Linked DNA regions of Gossypium hirsutum: regions 2, 3, 4 and 5 are each linked to region 1. A link is a contact called in public Hi-C data. All regions are on one chromosome and are shown on one strand. The core of a region is the stretch at or near the end of the contact, and the rest is flanking DNA. Distances in the headings are between cores, read along the strand shown. Region 1 holds the start of LOC107955042 (TBC1 domain family member 2B). Region 2 has its middle 19 kb from the start of LOC107956810. Region 3 holds the start of LOC107955723 (probable lipid-A-disaccharide synthase, mitochondrial). Region 4 holds the start of LOC107955046. Region 5 holds the start of LOC107955045 (eukaryotic translation initiation factor 1A).

Evidence for each region. A called contact is a pair of places that touch in the nucleus more often than the background predicts.
Region 2: a Hi-C map of leaf shows a contact between it and region 1, with 2.6 times the contacts expected there. The contact joins the enhancer-like site here to the promoter of LOC107955042 in region 1. A contact is called at or near these places in 7 of 34 Hi-C or Micro-C datasets (callus, hypocotyl, leaf and 1 more).
Region 3: a Hi-C map of leaf shows a contact between it and region 1, with 2.9 times the contacts expected there. The contact joins the promoter of LOC107955723 here to the promoter of LOC107955042 in region 1. A contact is called at or near these places in 2 of 34 Hi-C or Micro-C datasets (both in leaf).
Region 4: a Hi-C map of hypocotyl shows a contact between it and region 1, with 5 times the contacts expected there. The contact joins the promoter of LOC107955046 here to the promoter of LOC107955042 in region 1. A contact is called at or near these places in 13 of 34 Hi-C or Micro-C datasets (anther, callus, fibers and 3 more).
Region 5: a contact with region 1 is called in a Hi-C map of leaf, with 4 times the contacts expected there. The contact joins the promoter of LOC107955045 here to the promoter of LOC107955042 in region 1. A contact is called at or near these places in 21 of 34 Hi-C or Micro-C datasets (anther, callus, fibers and 4 more).

Annotation. Positions count from the first base shown.
Region 1 is chrD07:51,323,362-51,327,740 of Gossypium_hirsutum_v2.1, forward strand. LOC107955042 (TBC1 domain family member 2B) reads left to right here and starts at 2,098. Exons shown (of 7, transcript XM_016890750.2): 1 at 2,098-3,160; 2 at 3,819-3,935; 3 at 4,378-4,379. The coding sequence starts at 2,669.
Region 2 is chrD07:51,544,007-51,548,385 of Gossypium_hirsutum_v2.1, forward strand. No RefSeq gene overlaps it. Among protein-coding and RNA genes, the nearest start is that of LOC107956810, 19 kb to the right of the region's middle. Within about 2 kb of position 2,590, at least 9 of the 9 cell types and tissues checked have an H3K27ac peak or open chromatin away from gene starts, as enhancers often do. A contact at or near this core is called in hypocotyl and leaf, where this site is marked.
Region 3 is chrD07:51,108,659-51,113,037 of Gossypium_hirsutum_v2.1, forward strand. LOC107955723 (probable lipid-A-disaccharide synthase, mitochondrial) reads left to right here and starts at 2,464. Exons shown (of 9, transcript XM_041097798.1): 1 at 2,464-2,838; 2 at 3,170-3,224; 3 at 3,534-3,639; 4 at 3,744-3,967; 5 at 4,199-4,277. The coding sequence starts at 2,600.
Region 4 is chrD07:51,151,504-51,155,882 of Gossypium_hirsutum_v2.1, forward strand. It overlaps LOC107955046, which reads left to right and starts at 2,534. Exons shown (of 11, transcript XM_016890755.2): 1 at 2,534-2,776; 2 at 3,118-3,366; 3 at 3,760-3,972. The coding sequence starts at 2,687.
Region 5 is chrD07:51,170,398-51,174,776 of Gossypium_hirsutum_v2.1, forward strand. It overlaps LOC107955045 (eukaryotic translation initiation factor 1A), which reads left to right and starts at 2,471. Exons shown (of 2, transcript XM_016890754.2): 1 at 2,471-2,763; 2 at 3,219-3,896. The coding sequence starts at 3,231. The coding sequence ends at 3,659.

The DNA.
Region 1 (4,379 bases), core at 848-3,347:
TCCGGCAAATCGCGTCCACGTCAGCGCGACGTCAATGGACGTGCCAGGAAATCGCGGCCACGTCAACGCGCTTTACTGGCGTGGCAACAAATCGCGTCCTCGAGGGGGCAATTTGTTGCCACATCAGCAAAGCACGCTAACGTGGCCGCTACTTGCCTATCTAATGAAATTTCATGTATATAGTTGCACTAAATTATTTAAATTATTTATAATACCTAAATTATCCCTATTTATTTGTTATATTACATAAAATACTCCTTTGAAAATACAAAACATTATGATAGCTAATTTAAAATTTATTCTCCACAACTAATGAAAATCATTTAAAATGCTAAAACTAGATTTGTCTGAACAAACTATAAGAAAATCCCTGGAATGTTGTGATTTCTTCGTCTTCAATGAAAGATCTCGAGAAAGATCACGGTGAGGAAAGCTTGTGCTTAATGAGGAAGCAAATTTGGACACTCAGAATCATCTAACAATTATGCAGAACAGCAGCCGTCTTTCATCCCGAGAGCCGACATTGATGGTTTGTCCCTTGGGCAATGTTGTTTGATCATTCCCTCCTTCGAGTGCTTTTCGACTGATCACATGATGTATTTGAGTTAGTATTTCAGTGAATGCATGCTCAACATTTGTAGATTCAAGGGCAGATGTTTCCATAAAGAAGCGCGTACACGTGGGCGCGACTTATTTGGTTACTTTTTTCTCCAAAACCCTAAAACCCCTAAAATCTTAAAACCTACAAGTCAGGAAATTGCAGCCACGTCAGCGCGCTTTGCTGACGTGGTAGCAAATCGCGTCCACAAGGGGGCGATTTGTTGCCACGTCTGCAAAGCGCGCTGACGTGACCGCGATTTCCTGGCACGTCCCCTGACATCGCGCTGACGTGGACGCGATTTGCCGGAAAATGGTCCATTCTGGTAAATAATAAAATACCGAGCCTATTTCGATAAATTTATAAAAAAAATTAAACTTTTATTGGTAAATGGCCCACAAAAATGATCAGGTTAAATAAAAACACATGACGTATCATGTTCTTATTAACTAGTATAGTGTTTAGGGGTAAAATAAGACCAAATTATGGCTTAGATATTTGTTTTGACCAAAATTATTTTAGATGCCTAAGTAAGAAAAAGTATGGTTTGAGGACCAATTTCATGATTAACCTTTTTAAGAGAAAAACTTCCCTCTTCTGTTTAACTTATAAAAAAAAAGAAATTATATAAATCAAAACAAATTATCCCTTCTTTTTAGGTTATCAAGGAAAAAAACCCCTTCTTTGCGACTGTTGCTCTTATTTTGAAACATTAATTTCTTAACTACTAAAATAACTATTTTTCATAAATTTTGTATATTTTTATTATTTATCACCGCAGAATGTTCCTCAAATTAATTCTGAATAAATTAGCAGAGTGTCTTAATTTTTATTATATTATATTATATTAATATTTTTTATCTTACATTTAAACTTATAAACGGCAGGGGTATATTAGTCCATTAAAAAGATTTGAATGCTAAAGTCTAAACCTACCCACCGCATGCGCATCATGTCTTATCAAATTCAAAGCTTTGTTAACGTTGGGGCAATGGTTTAATTTTACGGAAAGGTTAAAATATGCTCTTGGTCCCTATACTATCCAAAAATTATGGATTTAGTCTAAATACTTTAATCTGGTTATTTTACTAGTTATATTTTTCAAATTTTAAAATTTTTAACCTTGATCAAATGATTGCTATTAAATTTATTAAGTTAAATTTTGTTATTTCTAAAATTTTATGTGATAAACATATTATCACGGGTAATAATATGTCATCTTGATATTTTTACATATTACTCATAAAAAATAAATTAATAAATTAAATTAGAAAATATAAACTAAAATACTATTTTAGAAATTTTAAAAATAAAAGAATACAGAAAGTAAAAATGATGAATTCAAAAAGCATATAGACTAACATTCATTATTATAGAATATATGGATTAAATTTGCAACTTAATAGTAGAGTTTAGAAAAATAATAATAAATATTAATAAATAATAACAAAATTCCAAATTTTTATTTATACCTTTTTTTCAAGTGTAAACTGTAAACAATTTCTTCTCTCTTTGTTAATAAGAGATCAGTTGGAGTAATTTTTGGTATTGAGAAAGAGGAATTTTCTATATATGTAAATTTTCAAGCTTTGATTTTTACCCTCCACTAAATTCTGCTTCTTTTATACCCTAGTAACATCTTTTGTTTCTTTGGGTCATCCCTTCCCTTTGTCAATTACAATAGAAAAAAAAGGAAAGAATTTCACTCCCTTTCTCAGAAGATTTTGTTGAGCAAAAAATCTGTATTCTTTTAAGGCTTTCATTATTCTGGGTTTTTTTTTATAAATATTTTTTATATTATATTATATATTATTGAAAAGGATCTTCCATAGTCATGTTGATCCAAATGTGAGAGCTTTTCTCCGTGTCTTGCTTGTAACTCATCCTCTTATTATTTTCTTTAAATAAAACCCATTTTCAAGACTCAGCCTTTGTTCAAATTTCCAAGCTGCAAGCTTGAAAAGATTGACACTTTCATGGTTCAAAGCTTGTAGCTCCCTCTCATTCTTTGACAAAGCCCTTGTTAACCTTTTTCTTCTTTTCTCTTGATCTATCAAGGACGGGAAAAAAATGTTTGGTACCCAAAGTAAAAGAGACCTTGCTTTGGAATTGCAAGCACAATTTCCAATTTTAAGGCCAAGCATCCATGCAAGAAGAGCTAATCTTACAGTGAAATTCCAAGACCTTTATGGGTTTACTGTTGAAGGTAATGTGGATGATGTTAATGTGCTGAATGAGGTAAGAGAAAAGGTAAGGCAACAAGGGCGAGTTTGGTGGGCACTTGAAGCAAGCAAAGGAGCCAATTGGTATTTACAACCACAAGTTTCTTCATTATCGGAAGGAATTGTGTTGAAATCTTCACTCAAATTGGCAGCTTTGGCTAATTCTATTACATTGAAGAGGCTTATTAGGAAAGGTATTCCCCCTGTACTTAGGCCTAAGGCTTGGTTTTCGCTATCCGGTGCCGCCAAGAAGAAGTCTACGGTGCCTGAAAGTTATTACAATGATTTGACAAAGGCGGTAGATGGTAAAGTAACACCTGCTACAAGGCAGATTGATCATGTAAGTTCTTGCATTAAGTCTTTTTTTTATATATATATATATTTAACTTCTGATTGAGTCTTTGTTTTGATTGACGTCTTATTCATTTGATGTTTGTAAAGATTCTTTCTAGAGATAGGGTTAATTTTTGCATAATGAATTTGGAAACGAAAATTCATATCTGATGATTGACCTACATGCAAAGGATGATTGCATTGGTTAGTATTGGGGTTTTGACATTAGAAGGTTTTGACCTGTTGAGAAAAGATCTCTTTTCTAATGAAATTTCAACAGGATGGAATAAAAAACATTTACTGTTGACAAATGCAGAATAAGAAGTTATATCAAATACCAAAGGTTATATTGAGTTTGATCTTTTATTGGAAGCATCTTAACAATTTCAGCTTTCCTTATTTTTCAGCAATAATTGTGTATAAGCTAATATACCAACTATGTTATATGCTTGAACTAAGATTTACAAAATGCACTTGATAATCTATTTGCTGTGTCATCTGAACTGATAGAATCAGAAATAGAAGAACTAACAATTGTATCTTCTAAAAGTACTTGTGAAAATTACAATGAATGTGATGGTCTGACATCGAATTGTTGATTGGTATAACCTAGAATTGTGACTTTTGAGAAATTTGGTTTGAGCCTTTCTCTTAAATACTTGCAGGACCTTCCACGAACCTTCCCTGGCCATCCATGGTTGGATACTCCAGAGGGCCATGCTGCTCTCCGGCGTGTGCTTGTGGGGTATTCTTTTCGTGATTCTGATGTAGGTTACTGTCAGGTGAGCTTATCAACAGTAGCACTTGTCTTACAGCATTTTGTCAGCCTCTAGTACTATAGGCATAGAAAGGACAGAATGTGCTACAATTACATCCTGCACTTCTTTTTTTTTTGTGTGTGTGTGTAAAGAATACACCCTTTTCTGGTTTGCCATTTTTCCTTTGAAGGGTTTCTTTACCTTTTGGTGGGTCAGCTGGGGTGAATCATGTATGTCTATGCCTATCGGTCTGTTTTTCAGTCTATGATGAACATGATCATACTCTCTTTTTGTGGTGTCTATATGAAGAATGTTATATGATTGTGGCAACGAAATTAGACCAGTTTCTTGGTTCCTTCTTTCCTTTACTCTTTACCGTATCCATCATATAGGAGTAAAATTGAGGTGCATTTCTCCTCATGGATAATTTATCGGGGTCTCTAAAATTTATTTGTTCTTGGTTTAGGG
Region 2 (4,379 bases), core at 1,340-3,839, 220 kb after region 1:
AACATGTCTAACTATCTTGAATACACTGTTGCCCACTATATCCCAATTGCCTTGATAGAATTTGGCATGAAATCCATCAACTCCAGGAGCCTTTAAAGGTGCCATGCTGAAGACCGCCTATCGAATCTCATCCATAGTAACCACAACATTCAGTACACTTAAGAGACAATCCTCCAACTTTGGGACACGACCCTGGACAGGGAAGTTCCCGATCGAGTATTGCTCTACAATATACAACTTTGAAAAAGTACTCAATAGCATGGATCTTTATTATTTCATCATCGTAGCACCACCCAGTACCATCAATCTTCAAAGCCTCAATTTTGTTCTGTTTGCACCGCTTCATGGTTCGATTGTGGAAGAAGCTTGTGTTTCTGTCTCCATTAGAAAGCCAGTCACTTCTCAATTTTTGAAAGCATAACAATTCTTCTTGAGTTAGAACATTTTCAATCTCAAGTTGAATGTCAGCTTCCCTTGTTCTGAGTCGCACAGAATTACAATGCTCCAAAGCTTTCTGTATAGGTCCCAATTTTAGCATGGCTCTTTGCTTTCGCACAAAAATGGTTTTATTCCATGCTTGGGCCGATTGAGTGAAATTCTCCAGGTTCATTGCAATATCATCTTCTAGTTTCCATGAATTTTTGATGACGTCACAGAATTTAGGATGTATTAACGAACTTGCTAATAAATGAAAGGGTCTCTCCCCATACTTGCCGGATTAGTCAAAACAAGGATAGGACGATGGTCAGACTTCAATTTATACAAATTTCGAACAGTGGTGTTTAGTGCGAATGTTTGCAAAAGATCGTTGTAAAGAGAGCAATCAAATCTCTGGAAAAAACTGCCCCTATTCCAAGTAAACATCGAGCCTTGGAACCCTAAATCATGTAGTCCATGCTAAAAAAAGAAAGACCTGAACTGATTGCATCTTGCTCGGTGCAACTCAAATCCGCCTTTCTATTCGTCGTTCATAATAATATCAAAGTCGCCCACAACCAACCATGGTTCCTCAAGGTTAGTAGCAAGCCAACCCAATTTCTCCCATAATTGTTTCCTTGTACCTTGCTATTGACTAGCATATACAGCAGTAAGAGAAAAGAAAAATGGCTTAGGTTATTATGGATGCGCATATGCATAAACTGCGAATGAACTTTCAGGACATCTAGAAATTCGCAAAACTAGAAGCTTCAACTCTGAACGAAATATTAAAACCTAATTTCGCAATAATTGAATCAGCCTTATTCCCACTAATTCGTGTTTCAAAAAAAGTCACAATGTCTAGACAAAACTTTTCCCTATACTTTTTCAAAAAATTATGAAAGCAAAGGTGTCCACACCCTTGGCAGTTCCAGAAAAATAGACGAAAATTAAAAGACACCATTAAAAGATGGAGAAATGTGAGAATGGTACCAAGGATTTCAAAACGATTCAACATCCATCAGAGTTTCATCCTCTGAACCTTGCACCCCATCTATCTCTCCTGACATTGTCGTAATCTCTCTAGAAGTATGACTTAACCCCTAGATTATGCCATCCATGGCTAGAGCAACCGGAAGAGATGAGAGGTCATCATTTGAAATATTAATTGGCTCTTGACATGTGTTCTCGCCTGATCTTTCACTGTTCACGTCGAGTGGGTATTGGCCAAAATTCTCCCCCATGTTTCATTTAGGTTCAAGGGTAAAGGGATGATTCATTTCTTTGTTTGCAGTAGTATTTCCTGACTTAGCCAAAAATTTAATCGCCACATTTTTCCTACTGTTCAAATCTGAGCCCACTATTTGAAATTGAATTGGATTTAGATCATTGTCTAGGATTTTTGGGCCCATCTGTGATCCATCATCAAAAGGATAAACATTTTGTCCGAAAGAGGATGCACGTTTTTTGTTGGAAGGCTTAAGAATGTTTAGGTCTTCATTTTGTTTGGAAAACCTACCGAAGCTTCCTCTCTTACCATATCTTCTATGCCCGCATCTTGTGCTCCTAATTTTCAGCTTTCATCAATGCCAACTAATCCATAAGATTGCTTTTTTTTCCTCTCTATGATTAACATTGAGGGACCCGAATCTAGAACCACAAACCACACCACCATCTATGTCGTTGTTGGGGTTCGCCATCAATCAAGGCTTCCTCCTCTGTTTGCATTCAACAAGCATCCCAGGACCAAACTGCTCATCCTCAACTTCTTTTTGCATCTCAGAACCCCGTATTTGTGACTGGTTGTTTTTTTTCTCCGAGGCAACACCTTGACCAGATTTGTGCGAAGAAAACTCTTAGTTGTGCCCAAATCTCCCGCAATGAAAGAAACCATAGGTAAGGATTCATACTCGAAACATTGAGTTTTCCCATCGATTTGTGTGGACAAAACTCTCGGTTATGCCCAAATCTTCCGCAATCGAAGCAAACCATAGGTAAGGATTCATACTCGACACATTGAGTTTTCCCATCGTTTTTAACTTTTGAGACTAGAGGCTTTCCCAAGTCAACGTAGACCGTAAGTCTAGAAAATTTCCCTCTAGAGCTATTATCTATATTATGGTCGATCTTCACCACCAGGCCGATTACACTTCCAATAAAATGTAGCAAACTTTTGGTGCACATACCCCTTGGCAATCCCAGTAACATGATTGTCCAAGCCCAAATATGCCCAGGTCCAAATAAATAAACACTAAAAAGAATAAAACAATAAACAAGCCCAAACATCAAACCCACCCCACTGGCCTAAAACACACACAAAAAAACAAACGACAGAAACCCTAAAACAGCCTCCAACACAGTCCCCAACCGCCGCACGTCTAGGAACCGGACTCCGCGCACGTGCGCCTTTTCCACGACCTCCGTACCTGTGAGAAAAGCGGATCCAACACCAGTATACAGCGCAACAATAACAGAAAATAATGATTCTTTTTGTATTTTTTGGTATTTTTTTTTTATTTTTTATTTCGGTTATATAAACCGATTGTAAAAAAGAAAAAAGAGGGGGATTTTTTTTTGATACGAATGAAGAGAAATAAAAGATAGAAAAGTGGAGAGGTAGTTGATTTTTTTTGTTTGTTTTATTTTTATTATTTATTTATTTATTACCAGAAAATAAAAAAAAGGGGGAAGAAACTTATTTACTTTGCCGCGTTTGGCGCCGTCTGGAGGCCGAGGTTCGTCGTTTCCAAGGACAAACGACACTATTTTTTGGCAGGGGAGTCGAAAAAAACTAAAAAAAATTGATTTTTTGGCCATCGTGGACGGCAGCGCCGTCGCCAGCGACCGGCAGCCGCCACGGTGGACCGGCGTCGGAGTAATGGCTGGATTCTGGGGAATTGAGAGAGAGTGGAGAGGTTTTTTAAGTTTTTTTTAAAAAACAATGGTTGAAATGAATTTTTTAAAATTTTTTGGGCTTAAATACCTATATTAAAACGGTGTCGTTTTGAGTTTTAAGTTCAGTGGCCGAAACGACGCCATTTTGGCATTAGTCCCTTCCTTACCCGCGTGTCAACCCGACCGAAGGAAGGATCTGCGTGTTTTGTTCTAGAAACTAAACCTCATATAGTGAGCTTTAGGAACTTGCCCTAGGTAGAACTATACCAAACCCTAGTGGACTCTTGAATAAGTGCTTTTATTATTTCATGTTCGTGTTGAATTATGTCTTTATGCATGATACTAACTTGGGTTTATTTTGCTTTGGCTGCATGGCATTTTGACTGCATGACATTTCATTATAGAAAAGAGGTGTTGATTCATGTTCGGTTGTTAAATAGAGAGCTTGTCACGGAAAACGAATTTCTTGATAAGGTGGAAGGTAATACGGTTGTCCGAGTATAGTCTAAGAAAACGTGACACGAAAGGTGTAATAGTCTAACAAGAGGAGTATATGACTTTGCTGCGTTGCATGAGGATTCAAGTTGACAAAGATTATTCAAGAGTCATTAAACGTCTCAACCTCTTAAAGAAGCTAATGAACATGAGTGAGAACGGAGTTAAGACCTAGATCAAACAAAAAAGGAGCTAAAATTTGCGAGATGCATCTTAATATCCAAATGATCGATGTCTTCGCTTAGAGTACAAGGGCGAAGCCGTATATATCAACTTTATGTAAAGAGATTTGCTTTCTAGTGAAGCTGTTCTAGTAAAGAATTGAACCAGAATCAACGTCTCTTTTTGCATTCATTTTATGCATTTGCATTACATTACATCATATGCATCAAAGACTATTAAAAGATCCTAACCAACCAACTAACCAAACACCGTTACTGCACTCGAGCAAAAAAACTAAGGACATGGATCAGAGATTGGAAAAGCTGGAACAGTACCAGAAGGAAATGCAAGACCGACTTCAGCTACAACTACAGGAGTGGTTAGATTAAATTCAACAGGATATGTCAAAA
Region 3 (4,379 bases), core at 1,214-3,713, 210 kb before region 1:
TGTTTTTTTTCTGAAAATAGGCTAAGTTCTCTTCTAAAATAAACAAATATTTTAAAATGATTGTTTTATAAACTCCAATTGTACTAGGCCATCTCGGTGGTTGATGTAATCTCACGAATTTGAGTTTAACATCTAGGTCGGGATGGGGAGGTTACAACTAAATTGAATAAAATAGAAAATAACATGATTTGATTGATATGAGGTACCTGGTATGAAATTGAGTTAGAACATGTTATATGTTGTATTGGAATGGTGAATTGAGAATGATAGAATGTGAATTGAACTATGTGATGAAATTGGAAATTTGTTACCCTATTAATTGTATAGGTTTATACTACATGTTTATACTTTGATTTATTTGATGATGCACTTACATGCTAGTATATTTGCTTCGGTACATCCAATGATGCACTTATGTGAAAGTATATTTGCTTCAGTTTATCTGATGATGCACCATGTGTGCCAGTATAATTGCTTCGATTCGTCCGATGATGCACCTCGTGTGCCAGTATAATTGTTTTGGCTTGCCCGATGATGCACTATGTGTGCTAGTATCTTTCCTTCGATATATCCAATGATGCACTATGATGCTAGATTAAGATGTAGGTTGACTAATCTGTGTCTCCGTCTTGAAATTTGAGTCAGGTTAATAAGGTTATCTAAACATGATTTGGCTATATGGTTGATTGAAATGAAATGTGAATTGATTTGATATATTTGCACACATATGAAATGTGATAATTGATAGCATGTGAAAGACCATACGAAATGGTTAAAAGTGTACCCTGGGGACTGATTGTGTTAAATGAGCTTATAAGCTCAGAAATGATAGAAATTTGATATGAAATGATGATCATAGTAAATGAATAAGCATATGTGCCTATAAATGACAATGTGAATTGATGAAGTTGTATAAAATATGAATGAAAATGAGATTAAATATCAAATTGGTACATAAATGTATATGTAAGTAATTGAATTAAATATGCTATATTTTTGTTAATAGAATGGATGATATAAATGTTAGTTTGACTATCAAATGGAATTTTGTAGTAGAATGAAATTTTTATATTGAATATGCAAATTGTTTTAATTGAATTGTAGCATATTTGGATTGAATTCTTATATTGATTATTGCTTATGTTGTGACTAGAAATATGAAAATCATCACTGATCGTAATTGTTCAGCGTAAGGTTTGTTTTATCTATGCACAGGTATAGTAGATTCCAGATAGATTGAGCAGTTGATCCAACATCTAGCTAGCAATCTGCGACTCAGCAAAGTTTGTAAAGTTCTCTTTTGATTAGTATATGGTATGTACATAGGGTTTAAGCAGGTTTTGTATCGAAAATGGTTGAATTTAAAACTTAGTTGCTTGATGTTGTTTTGAAGTATCATTTTGGCATATTTTAGCTTGAATGTAGTTAGCGTATTATTGTTTTTGTTGTAATTGAAATGTAAAGTATTATTATAGGTCTCGTCACATCGCAACGAGAAGTAGCTCAGGATTCACGTTGCGACAATGTGTACTCGAGGTCACGACAAGATTTACTTAGTATGTTACGTCGTGACGAGGAATCCTCGACATCACGATTTCAACCTGAGATTTTGAAATATTTATGATTTGGTCCTAATTCGATCTCAGGTTAACATTAAAGCTTTCGTAAGCTTGAAGACTCAGAAAGGTTTGTAAATCACATCATATTCATGAATAGCTCGTAACTAAATGTGCATTGGTATAAATTGATTCTATTTGACTGTAGTTGCTCTGGCAACGAATGTGAAATCTTGTAGCTCAGACCCGACGATTGAGTCGGGTATGAAGTGTTACACTATATATAATATTTTAGCTTCTACTTTAAGTAAAGAGGATAGAATAAAATTTTAACATTTTAATAATATTCATAAAATTTAATTTAATTTAAAAATATGTTATAGGAAAAATAAATTTAAAAAAGTTTATAAAATAATAAGCAGAAAGGAGAAAGGCAAGAAGGCAAAAGTTTGTCAGGAAAAGTTATTGTAAAATTTATATATGTTATCTTTTTTCTTTTCTTGCCATATGTTATCTTTTTGGTTCATGTAGAAGAAAACATGTTAGTAAAGAAATGCAAATGGTGCTTTCAAAATGAAGCTTATGAGAATCAACATCCATCTTCATAACCATAAACTAATTTAGTCAAGTTAGCTTTATTATTATTATTATTATTTTTATGTAATATATTAAATGATTAAAAATTAAATAAATTATTTTTAAGTATTGATTAAAAGATAAAATTAATTAGAAATCATTTGATTAGAAAATAATTTTAAAAAATAGAAACTAAAACCACTGATATTCCTAGTAAAAATAGAAGATATGGAATTAATATCCAAAATTAATAATATTAACCAGGCCATTTATGTGAGTCCATGTTTGCATCAGACATGGGCCTTTGTTGTCTCGAAACTGTTGGGTCCTTTACATTGCTCTCTTGTTTTCTTCGAACTGCAAACTAAACTGCGGAAGAGTGTTGCAGCAACTGCACTAGACGACTCTTGCTTCCATCACATTTCCTTTTCAACTGTTCTCATAGAAATACTATACCGAAGATATCGATGTGGTTGGCAGCGATTCGATGTGTGAATATATTTAAGAATAGCATTTGTTGGAAGACCCCATTGAGGAGATATTTATGGGTTTCAAGCAAATCCTTAATAGACAGAGCCGCCAGTGAAGGGGAGTTGAGAGTGTTCATTGTTGCAGGAGAGGTTAGTGGAGATTCCATTGCCTCTCGTCTTATGGCTTCCTTAAACAAGATTTCCCCTCTTCCTATCCGCTTCTCGGGTGTAGGCGGGTATGCTTTTTAACTATATATCATTGCCTTTGTATTTTTAGCATTAGCTAGGTGAATTTTGAGTATGGGTTTTATTTATTTTTGCTGAAAAAGAGTAACAAAAATAAGTAAAAAGGAAAGGGCATACGTGAAAGAACTCAGGAAAGCTATTTCCATTCTTTATATCATCTATCTGTTTCAGTAGATTAAAAAAAGGTGGGCGGGGGGGGGGCGGGGGAGATTTATGTCCATATGTGTTGCAACTAGGCAACTTGGCAGAATCAATTTGATGTTAGTTATCTGAACTCTCATGGGGTTCTTTCTAAAGTATTTTCTCTGTGTATATAATAAGGTCCAGGATGTCCAATCAAGGCATGAAATCCTTGTTCCCAATGGAGAATATTGCGGTAATGGGAATCTGGGAATTATTACCACACTTCTATAATTTCAGAGTGAGTAGTTTGGAACCAAGGTGATTGAACCTTTACCATAAAAGTTTGCACTACCAACAACTGTTGGTTAAGGCACATTGCACTTCCAAAGGGAGAACTCAGGTTCGAATCTCAGAGATGACTTTGTTGGGAGAGGCAGCCATGAATCCTGAAAAGATTAGTCTTCGTGGACCATAAAATGAACCTGGAGGATTCCTTGAAAAAAAAAAAAAAAAACTTTGCACTAAACTACTGATGGACCATTTGTATTTGATGAAATGTCAGGTAAAATTGAAGGAAACTGTGGAGGCTGCATTACAGTTCCAGCCTCACGTGGTTGTGACGGTGGACTCCAAGGGATTTTCTTTCCGTCTACTTAAGCAGTTACGGGGTAATATCACCAATTTGTTGGAGTTAGGATCAATTTTTTGTGTATTTGCATATTGTCTGTGCAATATTATGTGCCGGAACATAAGGAATGTTTATTTTTTGCAGCTAGATACAACCAACAAAGGTCAGATAGACCAGTACTCTTTCATTATGTTGCACCATCATTCTGGGCATGGAAAGGAGGTGAAGCAAGACTCAAAGGCCTATCTAAATTTGTGGATTATGTGTTCTGTATACTTCCCAATGAGGAAGCAGGTTGTAAATTAAATGGATTGAATGCAACTTTTGTTGGTCACCCCATTCTGGAAGATGTTTTAGAGTTGAACATGGTATGAATTCACATTCCGCTGTCGTGGTATATATTGGTATCATTTTATCTTCTTGTATAAATTGTTATAGTATGGGATTGTTCTGTTTCCTAAAACTTAATAGGGAGTTCAAGTTTCAATACTTATGATTTTGCTTTCTCCAAAAGTTTTTTGCAAGAGTACATATGTTCCTATTGGCACATGTATGTATGGTTATTTTAGCATTAACAAAGGAGAAATATGTATGCTTAGGGAAAGGAAACTGCATTGCATGAGTGGAAGATAACCGGAAATGGTGAAGATTTTCGAAAAAAATATGCCATAGCTTCAGGTAATGTGGAGATAACCTAGTAAAGTTCTAGGAAGTTGGCAGTTTTTGTTTTTTTTTTTTTAATTTCTCTTTTATAGTTTAACCTTGAGTCTATAATTAGAG
Region 4 (4,379 bases), core at 1,284-3,783, 170 kb before region 1:
AAAGAAGCTCTAAGAAAGAACCAAGAGGACACAAGGAAAAATCTGACAAAGGCTTTGCCCAAACTGAGGTCCAATCTAGCCCTCCATGCCCAAGTTATTACGAGCCCTTTAAATATGATCACGGTGGACTTTAACTATCTTTAGAAGGTTTCTACCAAATCCCTGAACTTCAATGTTTAAAATCTTAAGGGAGAAAATTAGGAAAAATTCCAGAGGGAATGGAAGCAATCAACCAACTTCTTCATTCCCACTGTGCTCGAAATAGAGGAGGATGAGGAGAACTTAGAAGGTTCAATGGATCTGAAAGAAGTTTCTTGAGAACACCTCCATACAGAATAAGCTTTAACCAAACCAACTAACCGGTCAACTAAAAGAGGAAACTAAGGATTTTTCTACTTTTCTTTTATTTAAATCTCTTTATTCAGTTTGTAAGATCTTCTTGTCAATGAAATTATTATTTTCCCTTCTCAACTGTCTTTCTTACCCTATTATTAACAGTATACTAAAGTAATCACCACGTAAAATTCTTTAACATACCTAAACGACTCAGCCAGGTCTGGTGTATTATGCATATATGGCTGACTCTCACTTAACTTTCAAAAGATCGGCTAAACCAAAAGATTTGATACCAATTAACTTGTAACACCCTATACCAGACCTAATTTAATATATTCAAATATAAGATGTCACAATACTTACATACTTAGAAAATTTTTACAATCTACCAAAGCCATACTGAATGTACCTCTAATATTTATAAAATTCTTTCTAAGATAATAGGTTTGAATAATACATTTATCGTTTGTCACAAACTTTCAAAGGTAAAATAAAACCTTACAACAAAGTGTTTTATAGACATATTCGTAGTGTATATTACTATTTTTCATTTGAAAACATATTCCATGAATGTCCCTCTGTATGCATAATATTGCCCTCAGTCTACCACCATGGTGCAACCCTGGCTTGGTCCCTCCCAACGCATTGGTTCAATCCTCAGACCTGCATACCAAAAGATGCATATAACTTCAAAGGAACTTAATAGGTCTCGCTCATTATTACCTTTTTACAGGATCGTAGAATCATTCGACTCAAGGGTTTGGGTTCTTTCTTAGACCTTAGCGAATACTTTTTTAATTCCTAGTTAGCGGATAGCTATGTTCCAACCTTTACACTTAACCACCTTTTACACATTTTTCCCACAATTTCCTCCAATCAGTAGTTGTACACTCCCTTGTAATATTATCCTTATGCCCTACCATAATGTTATGAGCTAAGCATTCATATCCTGGTTTGACCGAGTACTCTCTATTATTGTTAAGAGCCCACACCCTTTTATCCATTCAACTAAAAATAGATAATGATCTTGATCTACATGTATTTACAATCACTTGACCATATAACCTCGCTAATCTATTCTCATCCCATTCCTCACTCTTGTTTGCCATCAACTTAGTCAAATTAACGCAATTGTTCAAACCAATGACTATAATATCATCTTTTTCATGTATATGTCCACTTGAAATGATCAACTAATGTCCACTTCTTATTTTTCAGTCCATCCATTGTTTACACAAATGTCTACCATGAATAATGTCTTTTCAAACCCAAGAGTCAAAACTTTTACTTGTAGCATTATCAAACCCAATCGTTAAACAATACTTCTTAAGCATAGTATTATGAACTAGCCAGTTGTCTCCATTATAAATTCTCCAGGCCGATTTAGTTAAAAGAGTTTGATTCATTAATGTAGTTTTTCAAATGCTTAATCCCCCTTCAAATTTTAGCTTGCATAGCCAATCCCAGCTTTTCATATGAATCTTTCTTTTGTCAAACTCATCGTTCCAGTGAAAGCTTTATATAATTTTATCATTCTAATCAGATACTTTGACCGGAGCTTTAAAACATAAGAGATAATATAAAGGTATATTACTTAATATATATGGATTTGATAAGAGTGAGCTTACCTCTTACTGATAAAAGATTAGCTTTCTAACCTTAAAACATGCTTTGTAATCTATCCATAAGAGGATAGAAAAAAATTAACTCTTAGACTTCATTTTATAAAGTGGGAAGTCAAGTACTTATCTTTTATTTGAAATTTAAAAAAAAAAATGATTCATAGTTAAAATATTGTTATAAATAGTTTAAATGTTTTTCTAATCTAAATGTATCAAATGTTATTATAAGTATATTTTTTTTTTGAATAATTTTATCCAATCATATTTGTTTTTTTTTAGATAATACTTAGAATTATCCATAAACATTTTCTAACTCATAAATAGTAAGATAATATATTTTAACATATTAAAACTCATGTATTTCTGTATTGACAATAATATTTATATTAATCGAATTAAAATTCGGCATTATGATATTTCGACAGATTAGGGATGGTGATATGTTATAAAAAAAAACAGACGAAATTATAGCAAATTTTAAAAGTTGTCCATTTCATGGTTATTATTACTATTATTTGGTCAGACTCGTTTTCATCCGTTTACAAAAGATACGATCTCAGTGTTCCAGATACTTCCCAATTGCGAAACGCCAGCAAATGCGTAAGGAAGACCCAACACAGCCGCGCATATTAGCTTAACACGTGTTAAAATGCATGTACCGCCTCGTATCCTACGCTACCCGTTCCTCCTATGTATATAACTAAATTAAAACCTCGACTACTTTGCTTATGTTTTTTTATTTTTGCCCCTTTATGTTAATCGCTCCTCAGGAAGAATATTCCCTCCCCTGTAAGAGAAAATACCCATCAATTCCTCAGGTAAAAACAAAATTCCATCAATTTTCTCAATCTGGGTCTTTTTTCTCATCCTTATTTTTTCATTTTAAACCTTAATTTGCGTGTAAAAATTTGTTCAATTCTGCTATAAATTGAGTTTTTTTTTTTCAATGTAAATAGCGATCTGGGTGCTGAAATTTAGTTGTTAAATTGACAACCTTGATTCAACAAACTTCAATTTTGAAGTCAGATATTTGTTTGGGAATTTTAAAAAAGGAAAAGATTGTGTTTGTGATTGTGATTGTGAGTGTGATCATGAAAATCTTTTGCTTTAGAAAGTGATTAAAAGTTTTTCTTTTTCTCTTTTTTATTTAATGTTATAGTGCAACACAGAAGAGGGAGAAAATATGGTGAATGTGACTGTTATATGGAGAGGAAACAAGTATATGGTGGAAATGGATTCTGGTGCAAATCTCAAGGAGCTAGGCGATGAGCTGCAGAAGTTGACTGATGTTAAGCCCGATACTATGCGCCTCATTGTTCCCCAATTGTCGGGCAAAGGCTCGCGAATGCTTCACCCTTTCTCAGATGACCATTCATGCTTAAGTTTGCAAGAGGCTTCAGTTTTCATGGTAGTGTATATATCCATTACAAGGTTTATTGTTTAATGCTAAGTACAATAAGCTTCCTTTCACTCCAACGAGAGGCAATTGGTGAATATGCTAATAGTCTAATCCCTATGAGTCACAATTTATGTTCAGTTGAAAATTGGTTTTTGAGTTTCAAAAGCCTGAGCATGTCTTTTCAGTTAGAAAGCAACTTGTTTGTGTTGTTTTGTTCATATTTCTTAGCCACGGGCGTAATTGTCTTTGGTTGAAATTTTTCTCAAGAATGGTTTGGAGGATTATTGCTAAAGAGGTTGAAGTAATTAAAAGGAAGTGATATATGGGCATGTTTAACTGGATTTTTCACACTTGTTTAACATTCTATGCCAAATTATGGTACTTTGTTTCATCTAATTTCAGGGAAAATCTGTCAGGATGATGGGGGTACCAGAGGATGAAGTTGACCGAGTTATACAAAACTCGAAGGTAGACATGAGAATAATTGGATTCAGTGAAGAGGAAAGGAGACTGAGGCAGCGAATGTCAGATGGGCCCTCCAATGTTCCAATAAGACTTCCTCAAGGACCTTATATCTTTTGTGATTTTCGCACTCTTCATATTCCAGGAGTAGAGGTACCTCTGACTTCATTATCATTGACAATATGAATCTAAATAAAGAATAATGGAAAAAGAAAGGCCATTGATGCAATTTTTGTTTCTCAAGATTCACTTGGACTATATTGATAATTAAAATTTTACACGAAAAAAAATGCACATTTATTAGTATTGAGGGTTATTGGGATAGGAGGGTTGTTGGTAACACAAAAACTATTGTTATATCTTCATGGTTGGTGTTACAAATAGCAGTTCTATGAAAAAGGTAGCCTCTGTTTGATGAAGAAATGATTTTTGGCTCTAAATTCCTGATTTTGCAAATTAAGAGATGCATAAGTGCATCAGTCATCTTAAATTATGTTATCTTCATGTACTATTTGTCATTATGTGAATCTAAGGAAATGACAGGCAACCATTTCTCTTTT
Region 5 (4,379 bases), core at 1,221-3,720, 150 kb before region 1:
GCAAACACATTTAGAGGCCTTTTAACTTTTTTTCATTCTATGGTGTATTCAATGTTGTTTGGTTGGATTGGAAAATGGTTAGGGTATCAGTTCGGAGACGGCTTTGAACCGATTAAATTGATAACTGATACAAATTAGTTAAATTGACGATTGAATCGAATTTTTTTGAAACTTTTAGTAATTTTTAATAATTTTTATTTGGACTACTTGAATCAGCTGAACCAATTGGACCAATAAATCGATGATTTGATCGATTCAACCACCGGTCTGTTGGAAAATGTGCCCGTATTGTAGTAAACATGTAACTGTTTTTATTTATTTATTTGAATGATGAATAAATAAAGTTAATTTCACATTTCACTATTATGTCTTTTGTATTTATGTCTTTTATATTTTGCATGCATAGCGAAATTATGACAAGCAAATATTAGCTTATTGATTGTCTAAGTTCAAACTGAAGATAAGTGACATTGTAAGGATGTTTACATTACGAGAAAGACAACTTACTTCAGCAGATAATCTGAATGAGTCCGTAATCTCATAAAAGAATCAAAGTGAGCATTTGATTCAAGTATTGAGAAGGATCATTATGTTGTCTACAATTCCAATTGGGGAGATGACTAGTCTTGGCAATCGGAGCAGTTGCCTCCACGAGTAGAAACATTGGACTGGACCCAAGATGAATTAATTCGGAATCCGTTTGTGAATTAATTCACTTGTGATGTTCATGGTGTGATTTACCTAAATCCCGAGTTAGTCACTGACCATGTGTATGCAACTCATGTGATTTGATATAAGTGGAGACTTATGCTCTAAAGATGATCGAACCCATAGCCGGTATGTTGGGTACATGGCTTGTGTGTGCATTGGCTTTACTAGAAACAGTGGAATTCATAGCTCAATTAAAGAGTTAATGATATTCTCTCATTGACATTATGTGGAATGATAAATATGGAATGTGGCCACAGGTTGCTTGTTCTCGAACGAGCAATTTATCATAGTCATTTGTTGACGGTGATCATATTAATCATTAAAAAGACACAATGGTGACAATGAGATAAAATAAGATTGTATTGAGTGAACGGGTTTAACTCAAAGGAATCAAAGATATCATATGAGGGTAACACAATCATGAAGAGGTCATTGGATAAAACAGTTGGATGAATTATTTTCGTAAAGAGTATACAATAAGAAGTTTTCAATCTTGGTACTTTTTGTGGACTGACTCCATGATTAAATAATTGCAAATTATTGGACGATGCTTCGGAACATAATTGCAATTATTAGAGCCTAATTGTATATGTCCGGTTGGTCCCTTCACTAGCTCAACAAAAGCTCGATCGGACTATCTTAGAATTAGAAGAAAATTCTACTACTTTGGAAATAATTTAATTGAGTTGATTTATTCAATGTAAAATTAAATTAGGTGGTCTTCAGAATTATTCAATTAGAGAATTTGATTGAAAAATTTTCTTGAAAAATTAATTTGGAAAATCTAAGTGATTTTTGGATAAATTAATTTTGATCAAGTAAAGTTAAATTAATCAAATTAATTAAAATTAATATGATATTTTTGGAAATTAATTTTCAAGTCAGATAATTGGCCCAATGAATAATTGAACTTGAAAATTAGACCTGAGATCGTAAATTGGGCATGAGATCGTAAATTGGATCTGGGAACCCAAAATCGAGACTAAGACCCAAAAAATGGTCGAACTGGGTCCGACATGTGAAACAGGACCGACGGTCCAACAAAATGCTAGACCGGGCCGGTCGGGTTGTCATTGACCTGTACCAAACCGACAATAATCGAATCGGCTCGGGTGTCGTAAGGGTGTTGCACTTGTATCACCGGACACAACGGTTGATTTTCGGTGGTGGAGTAGTGGAAGAGTTCCACTACTATTGGAACTCTACTAGAGAATTTGATTTAAGATTAGCTGTTCCAAAAATAATATTATTTTGATAGTTTAATATTAAATTAAATTTAATACTTATCTTAATAGTATTTTATTAATTTAATATTAAAGTAGTTATCTTAATATTAAATTTTTAATACATTCTATTATTTTAATAAGATTTAATATTAAAGTAATTAAGTTTAATCATAGTTAAACTCTTTAAACTCTCCCTGTAAAAGAGAACATTGGGTTATTATTTTAGAAAATTTTTAAAGATATTTCTCTAATTTACAATTTGACCCGAAAGTTTAGAGAAATAGCAAAATTACCCTACAGATAATTTTTGTGAAAATTTTTTTGATTCGAAGTGAGCCCACACTCGAACTTGAGGATAGCGAAGAAGACTACTTGGTCGAAGCATTCATCCTAGACAAATCGAAAATGTACAATTTTGATTAAGTGTTTATTATTTTAGATATCACAATCAAGATCTTATTTTGAAAAAAAATTAAAGTTTTATTTTTGTCTAAATTTATTTTCCCCTCTATCTTTCAAATCCATTTTTTTCTAACACAATCTAATTTTAAAAACATTGATAATATTCATGGATGGGCAAGAAGAAAACCCATGTCATAGATTTAGAGGGATAGAGAGAGAGACGCACAAAACTCGGGCGGGCTCAAATCAATTACCCAAGCCCAAGTTTTGAGTCTTGAACGTGATAGCCATATGTTAGCGGAATTCTTAAGCTAGGGTTTGGACTTTTTGGAATTTGTAGACAAAGAATCAAATTCCTTTCTCACAATTTCTATTTATCTTCTTCTTCTTCTTCTCTTTAGTCTTTTACGCTGCTGCCAGAAAGGTATTCATGTATTTTCTCTTTTTTTTGCTTCAAAATTTCATTAATCAATTGCAGTAATTTGATCTTGAATTTTCCTTTTTGTTGCTTTCTGAAAGTTTATCATTTAACGGTTGTGTCATGATGATTGAGTTTCTGTTTAATTTCTTGATTATATGTGAGTTTATCAAGTCTGATTCCAACTCCTAACTTTTCATAAGTTTTATATTTACTGGATTAATTTTCCCTAATTCCCTTTTTTTGTTTATCTCCTATTAAATAGAATATACAATTTCCCCCAATTTTTAGTGACCAACCTCGTTTAATTTTTATCATGATGTCAGAATTATTAAAATATCTCGTTTGTTTCGAGCATGATATGTTGATGTCAATATCTTCCATTGTGATGATGTTGTGCTTTTTGGCGCTTGTAAAATGACTTGTTTTTTTTTTCTTTTTGGGCTTTTGGCACAGTATAGCTAGAAGAAACCATGCCGAAGAACAAGGGAAAGGGAGGAAAGAACAGGAAGAGAGGAAAGAATGAAGCTGACGATGAGAAGCGTGAACTTGTGTTCAAGGAAGACGGGCAAGAGTATGCCCAAGTGCTTCGTATGCTAGGCAATGGCCGGTGTGAAGCCATGTGCATAGATGGTACTAAGCGCCTTTGCCATATCCGAGGAAAGATGCACAAGAAGGTTTGGATTGCAGCTGGTGATATAATTCTTGTCGGGCTTCGCGACTATCAGGATGACAAGGCTGATGTGATCCTTAAGTACATGCCCGATGAAGCAAGGCTCTTAAAGGCATACGGTGAGCTTCCAGAGAACACTCGTCTTAATGAAGGTATTGTCGATGAGGAAGATGAAGGAGGTGCAGATGATTACATTGAGTTCGAAGACGAAGATATCGATAAAATATAGGGTTATGGAGCTGGTTTTGTTTGAATGATTTGCTTGAATGTTGGAAGAGAGATATGGTGGATGCTGTTTAGAAGGCTACAATATGTGTGATTTCTCCCGTAAGGTATTTATATGTGCTGAATGTGTCAACTATTAGATATATGTTGTTACTTTTACTGAAACCTTGTTCCATATCTCAAATTTACTTTTGACAGAAATGATGAAAGTTTAAGCTTATTATGAGCTGTTTGATACAAATGTAAATGTTTTAAATGTGTGTTTGATAAAAGATGTTAGTGCTTCCACACAAATCCTGGTTTAAATACAGGCTTGGGTGAAGTAGGTTAGGATGCATAGATATGCATACCATAAGTTCTATATTCTCCTCAGCATCAATTTAAATAGTTTTTATCAATTAGAGTATTAGTTTAACTGGTATCGATATTAGAAGTCGTGGATTTAGACATGTAATGTCTTTATCAGCGGATTTAATTAGATAGGGATTTGGGAATTAATGATAGATTAGGAAATATTAAAGAATCATATAGTTTTAAATCTAAAGTAGATAACTTTGATTTAAAAAAAAAATTATGCACTGCTTTTTTCATAATGATTGGGGTTAAGGGTGATGAGGATGTGAGGGATTGAATTCAAAATCTTAAATGTGACACAAACAATGCTAAGAAACTTGCCAATATGCTAAAGATCTGTTGGTACGTTACAAATAAATTGTACCACTTA